Linked DNA regions of Sus scrofa: region 1 is linked to region 2. Evidence: chromatin contacts called from public Hi-C data. All regions are on one chromosome and are shown on one strand. Each heading gives the region's core, a stretch centred on a gene start, on an enhancer-like site or on the middle of the called end of the contact. The rest is flanking DNA. Distances are from core to core; before and after follow the strand shown. Region 1 holds the start of TARS2 (threonine--tRNA ligase, mitochondrial). Region 2 holds the start of PSMD4 (proteasome 26S subunit, non-ATPase 4).

Region 1 (4,584 bases), core at 239-2,738, 630 kb before region 2:
CAACCATCCCCACCCCCAGGTGAGGGGACTAATGGGAATTACCAAGAACCTCACAGCTGTCCCCAAGTGCATTTCCCTCAAACTTTACTACAAATCTGGTCATTTTTCTTTTCTTTTTCTTTCTTTCTTTCCTTCTCCTTTAATTTATGGCCACATTCATGGCATATGGAAGTTCCCAGGCTAGGGATTGAATCCCAGCCACAGCTGTGACTTATGCCACGTCAGTGGCAATGGCGGATCCTTAATCCACTGCTCTGGCAGGGGATGGAACCCGAGTCTTTGCAGCCACCTGAGGTGGCTACAGTTGGATTCCTACCTCGCTGTGCCACAGCAGGAACTCCTGTGTTTCATTTTTCACTGTGTAAAACAAATCAAATATATCTAGTCTTATGTTCTAGATATAGGGAGAGGGGAGAGAAGGGATAAAGGAAGTTGAGAGCTTGGATGGGAATGAGAGGCAAAGGTCCTGTGTAGAAAGCAGAGAGCTAAGATTCTAGGGTCAGGAACTTTTTTTCTTAAGTGGTGGGGGAATTATATTGGGGATAAAATTCTTACTAGAGAGAGTCTGGTGTGGTAGAAGAATAGAAGACTTGGATTGAGAATCCAGCGTCAGTGCTTACTGTTTGATCTTAAATCACTTACCTTCTCTGATCTTAAATTCCTCATGTGTACGGTCTAAGAGGTCTCAGAGGTCCTTCTTTAAGCACCGAGTATGAAGGGACTCCAAGGAGTGCCCTCTGCTTTTGTTTTGCTCCAGCCTTAAAGTCTTTGTTTTGCTCCAGCCTCAAAGCTGTTATATGTTGTATTCATTTTTTCTCATGGATTGTTGCTATTGTTGCCGATTACTGTGGACCATGCAGTATATTAGACGATTTACATAAAATTAACCTCAACAGTTAAGGGTTTTTTGTTTGTTTGTTTTGTTTGTTTTGGCTGCACACGGAGGCATGTGGAAGTTACCAGACCAGGGATCCAACCCGGGCCACTGCCGGATCCTTAACTCGTTAAGCCACATGAGAACTACCAGAATGATATTATTATTCTCATTTTACAGATGAGAAAATTGAAGTTTAAAAGGAATTAATTTACCCCAAATTACGCAGTGATCCAGGATTTATACCAGGTCTGTCTCATTCCAGATTTATGCTCTTACCTGTTTCCTTCACTTCACATCCCGGTGAAGCCTGTGTAAAAGAAAACTTAGAGTTAAAAGGAAATAACAACCCCTTCTGGTCCGTTTTTCTCCCACTCTCTAAGTTTCCCTGCTTCTGTCCTTAAAGCCGCAGCATATCTTACTGCTACTTTGGTCTGAAACTCTGCAGGTACTGGAATTCCCTGTGTGCATCAGCTTAGGTCTTCCGGTCACCCGGAACCACCCACACCGCTGCTTGTGCTGTGTGGGGTATACCGCTTCGGAGTTCCTGGAGGTGGGGCCAGACTGGAGTGACAGCTATAACAACCAATAGGCATGGGTATTGTTGGGCCAGCAGCCAATGAAGAATCCGACAAAAGAGAAGGAGCGATCATTTATTTGAGGCTGTGTGACGGGTCTGAAGGAACATGGGGCTGTATCGGAGGTGGCGGCGACTTCGGCTCCCAGGGTTACAAGCCTGCGGGCTGCACACGGTGCGTGAGGTACCCAAAAGTTCCGAAACACATCGGACCTAGCGCAGCTGAAGCCCAAAGTATAGGCTCTCAACCCCATCTGACACCCCCTACTCCCGCCCTACGTTCGGGACCCGGCTACCGTAGCCCTTAGGTACGCCATCTTTTTCCTAGGGTAGCCGTCTGGGGAATGTAGCACTCCCAGCCTAGGGCCTTATACCTCCCATTCTTTTTTTAAAGACTGGGATTTAAGATCATGGCCACTTAAATGTTCTCACTTCCCACTACCCCCAAGCTCAATAAGGAATTTTGGGACCTGTGTTACCTCCTAACATCTTTTCCTCCAGGCAGCTGTGCCCACTCCTCCACACTGGTTGGTAGAGCGGCTTGGCTTTTTTGAGGAGCTATGGACCGCCCAGGTAAAGAAGTTAGCAAGCATGGCGCAGAAGGAACACCGGGCTATTAAGGTATCGCTTCCTGGAGGCAGGAAAGTGGATGCTGTGGCATGGAACACAACCCCTTACCAACTAGCTCAGCAGATCAGGTACCAGGCCTTCTATACCTACCGGGTAAACCTACCTCTGTACTTTGTTTACTTGAGCAGGGAAAGAACTCTGCATGTTTATTCCATCCCCATCAAGATAGCCTTTCCTGCATATTCCTTTTTATCTGCATTAGTTTTATGGTCTCTGACCTTTCTCTATTATGCATTGAGGGGAAAAAAAAAGAAAAGATTCCAGTGTTCTGGTAATACATTTCCCCTTCGCAAGTTTAGAGTTGCTAAGGATTAGTTCCTGTCTTCCTCTGTAGCTTGTAACCTTGTCTTTTTTTATCCTCACCCCCACTGTTGAAGTTCAAAACTGGCAGATACTGCAGTAGCTGCTGTAGTGAATGGAGAACCTTATGATCTGGAACGGCCCTTGGAAAAAGATTCTGACCTCAGATTTCTGACATTCGATTCTGCAGAGGGGAAAGCAGTACGTTTCTTCCTTATTGGGATATAGGGGCTGCTAAGAGATGTTTAAGTGGGAATTTCTAGCATTTTTTTTTTTTTGCCTCAGTTTCTCCATTTTCAGTTGAGAGGGAGGCCTACCATGGACTGCTTATCTTTTTTGATTTTTTTTTTTTTTTTTTTTTTTTGTCTTTTTAGGGCTGCGCTGGAGGCATATGGTGGTTCCCAGGCTAGGGGTCAAATCGGAGCTGTAGCAGCCAGCCTACGCCACAGCCACAGCAACACTGGATCTGAGCTGCACCTGCGACCTACATCACAGCTCATGGCAAACCAGATCCTTAACCCGCTGAGCAAGGCCAAGGATTGAACCCGTGTCCTCATGGATACTAGTTGGGTTTGTTAACCACTGAGCCATGACGGGAACTCCATATTGCTTGTCTTGACTCCTGGCTAAGCTGGAAACCTAGGATGAAAGTTTTTAGTTAGCCTGGGTCTGTTAAGCAGTGATTATTTGTGTTAGTGAAAGGGAGAGGTGTTATGTTGAATACAGAATGATAATATGCCAATTTAGCCCAACTCTTGAGACAAGCATTGTAAGTTGTCATCTTGTAGCATATATTGAGTTCTTTTTTAAATTTTTGTTTTATACTGGAGCAGGGTTGATTTAAAGTGTTGTGTTTCAGGTATACAGTAGAGTGATTCAGTTATGCATGTACAAATATCAATTCTTTTTCAGATTCTTTTCCCATATAGGTTATTACAGAATATTGAGTTCCCTGTGCTATACAGTAGGTCCTTGTTATGCATATATTTAGTTTTAATGTGGCTTCCACAAATGAGCACACTACCTGGCCTCCTTTCCTTGTTCATGTCAGCTTGGAGGGCATGAAGACTGACACTAGCCTCCCACTATGCTCTGGAACCAGGAAGCACCGAGGAGTGGGGCTTACTCTCTTCTGTGCACTGCTTCTTCTGGCTGCCTTCTTTTCTGGTCAGGTTGTTTGTTGTTTACTTTTTATATTTACTGGTTACCCTCAAGGTCACGTTCCCCATATTGTGGTAGTTATTCATGCTGGTTTCACACCAGCTTCTCTGAGGAGAGGATCAGAGAGCTAGGGGCTAAAGGAGAAGGTTATGAAATTATGAACTTCTTACTTGTGAACCCAGGTATTCTGGCACTCCAGCACCCATGTCCTGGGGGCAGCAGCTGAACAATTCCTAGGTGCTGTCCTCTGCCAAGGTCCAAGTACGGAATGTGGCTTCTACCATGATTTCTTCCTGGGCAAGGAACGGTGAGTAGTGCAAGGAAGGAGAATGATTTCTTTTTTAGAGATTTCACCATATTTTATTTTCTGGGTTTTTTTTTTTTTTTTGAGATATAATTGACAAAATTATATATTTAAAGTGTTCACTGTAAACTAGCTATAATGAAAAGAATAAAAATCATTATATAAAAAGTTAAAAAAAAAAAAAAGCGTTCATGTGAGGATTTGATCTGTGTACACATTGTGAAAGGATTCCCACAATCGAGTTAATTATCACATGCTTTTTTTTTTTTTTTTTTTTTGGTCTTTTCCAGGGCCGCATCCACGCCATATGGAGGTTCCCAGGCTAGGGTTCTAATCGGACCTGTAGCCGCTAGCCACAGCCACAGCCACAGCAACACGGGATCTGAGCTGCATCTGCAACCTACAGCACAGCTCATGGCAACGCCGCAAGCTTAACCCACTGAGCAAGGCCAAGGATCGAACCCGCAACCTCACGGTTTAGTCAGATTTGTTAACCACTGAGCCACGATGGGAACTCCTATCACATGCTTTTCTGTGTGTGTGACAGTGCTGACAATCTACTCTTAGCCAGTTTCAGTTGTACAATACAAAATTTATCAACCATAGTCACCATGCTATACATTAGTTCCTCAGACCTTATTCATCTTATAGCTACAAGTTTGTACCATTCACTGAGGTCCTTTTCTGGGTGGTTTCTGAGGCCCTTTTTTGGGTGCTCAGGCATGTTTAATTTGGAGG
Region 2 (4,107 bases), core at 1,165-3,664:
GCGGCTGTGGTGTAGGCCCAGGAGCGGCTGGCTTTGATTCCATATGCCATAGGTTTGGCCCTAAGAACAAAAGAAACAAAAACAGGAGTCCCCATAGTGGCGCAGTAGAAACAAATCTCACTAGGAACCAATGAAGTGGTGGGTTCAATCCCTGGCCTTGCTCAGTGGGTTAAGGATCCAGCATTGCTGTGGCTGTGGTGTAGGCCAGCAGCTGTAGCTCTGATTTGACCCCTAGCCTAGGAACCTCCATGTGCTTCTGGTGCGGCCCTAAAAAAAAAAAAAAAAAGCAGAAACAAAACAAAAACAAACAAAACGTCTAGGTAGTAACGACGAATTTACCATCTCCATCTAACATCTCTGTCCCCATCCTTGCCCCCCTCCAAGTTAGAGACCTGGAATTCCTTTACGTTGGTGTATGTGCAGGAATGTAAGCCAAAGCATTTTCTTTTATTTATTTATTTATTTATTTATTTTTGGTCTTTTTGCCATTTCTTGGGCCGCTCCCAGGGCATATGGAGGTTCCCAGGCTAGGGGTTGAATCGGAGCTACAGCCACCGGCCTACACCACAGCCACAGCAACGTGGGATCTGAGCCAAGTCTGCGACCGACACTGCAGCTCATGGCAATGCCGGCTCCTCAACTCACTGAGCAAGGCCAGTGATCGAACTGGCAACCTCATGGTTCCTAGTCGGATTCGTTAACCACTGAGCCACGACAAGAATTCCAAGCATTTTTATTTTTATTTATTACTATAATAATGGTTATTATTTTTGGCCCCGTTGGAGGCATGTGGAAGTTCCCGGGCCAGGGATCTAACCCTCACAACAGCAGCAACACAAGCCGCTGCACTGATAACGCTGCATTCTTTTTTTCTTTTTAGGGCCTCGCTCGCGGCATATGGAGGTTCCCAGGTTAGGGTTACAGCTGCCGGCATACGCCACAGTAACATCAGGTCTGAGTACACCACAGCTAATGTCAAGGCGGGATCCTTAACCCACTGAGGGAGGCCAGGAATCGAACCCACAACCTCATGGTTCCTAGTCAGATTCGTTTCCGCTGGTCCACAAAAGGAACTCCAATAACGGATTCATCCTTAACCCACTGGGACACAAAAGAACTCCTAGCATTTAAAAAAAAAAAAAAATTTTTTTTTTTAAGTGATGCCACTCAAGGCATACCGAACTTCCTGCACCAGGGATTTGAATTGCGCTGCAGTTGCAACCTAAGCTACAGGGGGTAATGCAGCATCTTTTAACCCACTGCAGCCAGGGGATGGGGATGGATTCCTCACCTCCATAGCCACCTGCAACTCTGCATGGGATTCGTAACCCATTGCGCCAGAGCGGGAACTCCTTAAATGGAATTTTTGATTAAAATCCAATATGGTTGACTAAGTTATCTCCCATTCTTTGGGAGATTAGTTAAAATTATTGATTTGTAAAAACTTTTCTGCATTCCTACCATGTGTTAGGCTATGTAGTGGGCTCAGGGATAGAAGTGATTAAGACAACTTTCCTGGAGTTCCCGCCGTGGCGCAGTGGTTAACGAATCCGACTAGGAACCATGAGGTTGCGGGTTCGGTCCCTGCCCTTGCTCAGTGGGTTAAGGATCCGGCGTTGCTGTGAGCTGTTGTGTAGGTCGCAGACGCGGCTCGGATCCCGCGTTGCTGTGGCTCTGGCGTAGGCCGGTGGCCACAGCTCCGATTCGACCCCTAGCCTGGGAACCTCCATATGCCGCGGGAGCGGCCCAAAGAAATAGCAAAAAAAGACAAAAAAAAAAAAAAAAATGTATGCAAAAGAAGAATGAAAAGTATAATGAGTTCCCCATGTACCCATCACCTGGCTTCAAAATTGTGCTATAACGGGTCACCTTGCTCTACATCGGAAAATTGACAGAACAATGTAAACCAGCTATAATGGAAAAAAAAAAAAAAAAAAGACAACTTTCCTGCTCTTAATGAAAAGGGAGCGTTAGATACACAAACAAATGCAATTCAGGGGTAAAAGGGTTTAGCAGTTAGACGAACAAAGTGCCATGGGGAACAGGGGGAGCTGAAAAGTCACTAGTCATCCCACCATTATTTTTAAAAGATGATGCTGGAACAGACATAACCATAGCACTTGTCTTTTTTCTTTTTTGCCACGCCGGCTGCATGTGGATTTCCAGGGCCAGGGATGTAACCAGCGCCACAGCAGCCACCCAAGCCGCTGCAGTGACGAGGAAGAATCCTTAACCCCTTCAGCCACAAGGAAACTGCAATCCCTTTTATTTTGGCGGCGCCTACAATTCCCAGAACGCATCGCGGAGGATGGAGGCGGAACCAGTTGGTCGATCAGAGACCTATGATTGGTGATGAACGCTGGGCCAATTGGAGGAGTTGTTGTTAGGTGGTCCAGGAGAACCGGTCGGGGAGGGAGAAAGCTGGCAAGATGGTGTTAGAAAGCACTATGGTTTGGTGAGGAACTACTTCGGGCCCCTGTGGGGCAGCGGGACTGGGTCGGGGGCGCGTGTAGCTCGGAGGCCGGGCAGGCCTGGGGTGGGGACGGGGCCTTATGGGCGAGTTGAGGCCCCGGGCCGGGAAGGAAGGCGGTGCATCGACTCCCTGAGTCATCCCCGGGCCCCGGAGTTAGTTCCCGGAGAACAGGCCCCGGGTGTCCCCCTTTAATCCTCAGCCCGCGTACAGCCATTGACCGGCCGATTCTTGCTGCCTTTCTCTATTCCAGCGTCTTTAGCTAGAGTTCGACTCTCAGACTCATCCTGATGGTCTTCTGCCCTCCTCTTCTAAATGATGGATGTTAGGAAGAGATGATAAATCCCTTCCCCGTCCCCATTTACTCGTGTCTAACTCTATTGCCTTTCTCTGTATCATCTTCAAAGGTACAGCTTACAGGTTGCTTTCTAAATGTCAGGCGTTTAACTTACTTTATTTCACTTAAACCTCACTATACTTAAAGTCCCTCCCTTTTACAGATGAGGATACGGAGTCTCGTCAATTTTAAAATGACTTACACAAAGTCACACAGCTAATTAAGTAGTGGAGCTAAAATTTAAACCCAGAATTATCTGACACAAGGGCTCTTATCCAGTGAGCTAGCTCTCTTCATCAGTCTCATACTTGGCTGAGTAGCTATTAGGAGTCGGATTAGAAGCTGAGAACACAAACTTTTGCAGGGTTTCAGGAGTTTCTTCTAAGTGTGAGCATAGAATAAACACAGACTAGTACGCAAACACAAACAAATAGCCAGTTGGATGGACAGACACCCAAGAGTATCTCTGCCAGGAGGTTAGCATTGCTAGATTGCATATAAGCTGCCCATTTAAATTTGAATTTCAAATAAGCAATATGTTTTGATGTTAAAAATGGATATAAGTATATCTCAAATATTATGTGGAACATACTTATACTAAAAAGTTATTGTTTATCTGAAATTCAAATTTATTTTTATTTTTTTATTTTATTGTCTTTTGTCTTCTTAGGGCCTCCCCTCGGCATATGGAGGTTCCCAGGCTAGGGGTCCAGTAGGAGCTGTAACCCTGGCCTCTGCCAGAGCTGCAGCACTGCAGTATCCAAGCTGCGTCTTCGACCTACGCCACAGCTCATGGCAGTGACAGATCCTTAACCCACTGTGGGTGGCCAGGATGCTACCCAAGTCCTCATGGATGCTAGTCGGGTTCATTAACTGCTGAGCCACAGAGGAAACTCCTGAAATTCAAATTTAACTGGGACTCTGCTGTCGATCATGGCTCAGTGGAAACAAATCTGACTAGCATCCATGAGGATGCAGATTTGATCCCTCTCCTTGCTCAGTGGGTTAAGGATCTAGTGTTGCTGTGGCTGTGGTGTAGACCGGCAGCTCCAGCTCCAGTTCAGCCCCTAGTCTGGGAACCTCCATATGCCATGGGGGCAGCCCTAAAAAAAAAAAAAAAAAAAAAAAAGGACAAAAAAAAACGTAGAAAGAGGACAGGATTTGGAATCAAAAACCTCTGTTTTAGGTCATGACTAGCTACATGTTCTTGAGAATGTATTAAATCTCTCACTTTTTTAAAAAAATGAGAATAATAACATCTATTTTTCTTATGGCTTAGGTAGGTAAAATGTATAATATG

What was found. Hi-C and Micro-C count contacts between places; a contact is called where the count stands out from the background.
Region 1: a Hi-C map of heart right ventricle shows a contact between it and region 2, with 6 times the contacts expected there. The contact joins the promoter of TARS2 here to the promoter of PSMD4 in region 2. A contact is called at or near these places in 1 of 5 promoter capture datasets (liver) and 1 of 47 Hi-C or Micro-C datasets (heart right ventricle).

The regions. Positions count from the first base shown.
Region 1 is chr4:98,632,222-98,636,805 of Sscrofa11.1, reverse strand. It overlaps TARS2 (threonine--tRNA ligase, mitochondrial), which reads left to right and starts at 1,488. Exons shown (of 18, transcript XM_003355197.4): 1 at 1,488-1,626; 2 at 1,953-2,149; 3 at 2,459-2,582; 4 at 3,725-3,849. The coding sequence starts at 1,561. ECM1 (extracellular matrix protein 1) reads left to right here and starts at 3,725. Exons shown (of 23, transcript XM_021089909.1): 1 at 3,725-3,849.
Region 2 is chr4:98,002,951-98,007,057 of Sscrofa11.1, reverse strand. PSMD4 (proteasome 26S subunit, non-ATPase 4) reads left to right here and starts at 2,414. Exons shown (of 10, transcript NM_001044535.1): 1 at 2,414-2,455. The coding sequence starts at 2,430.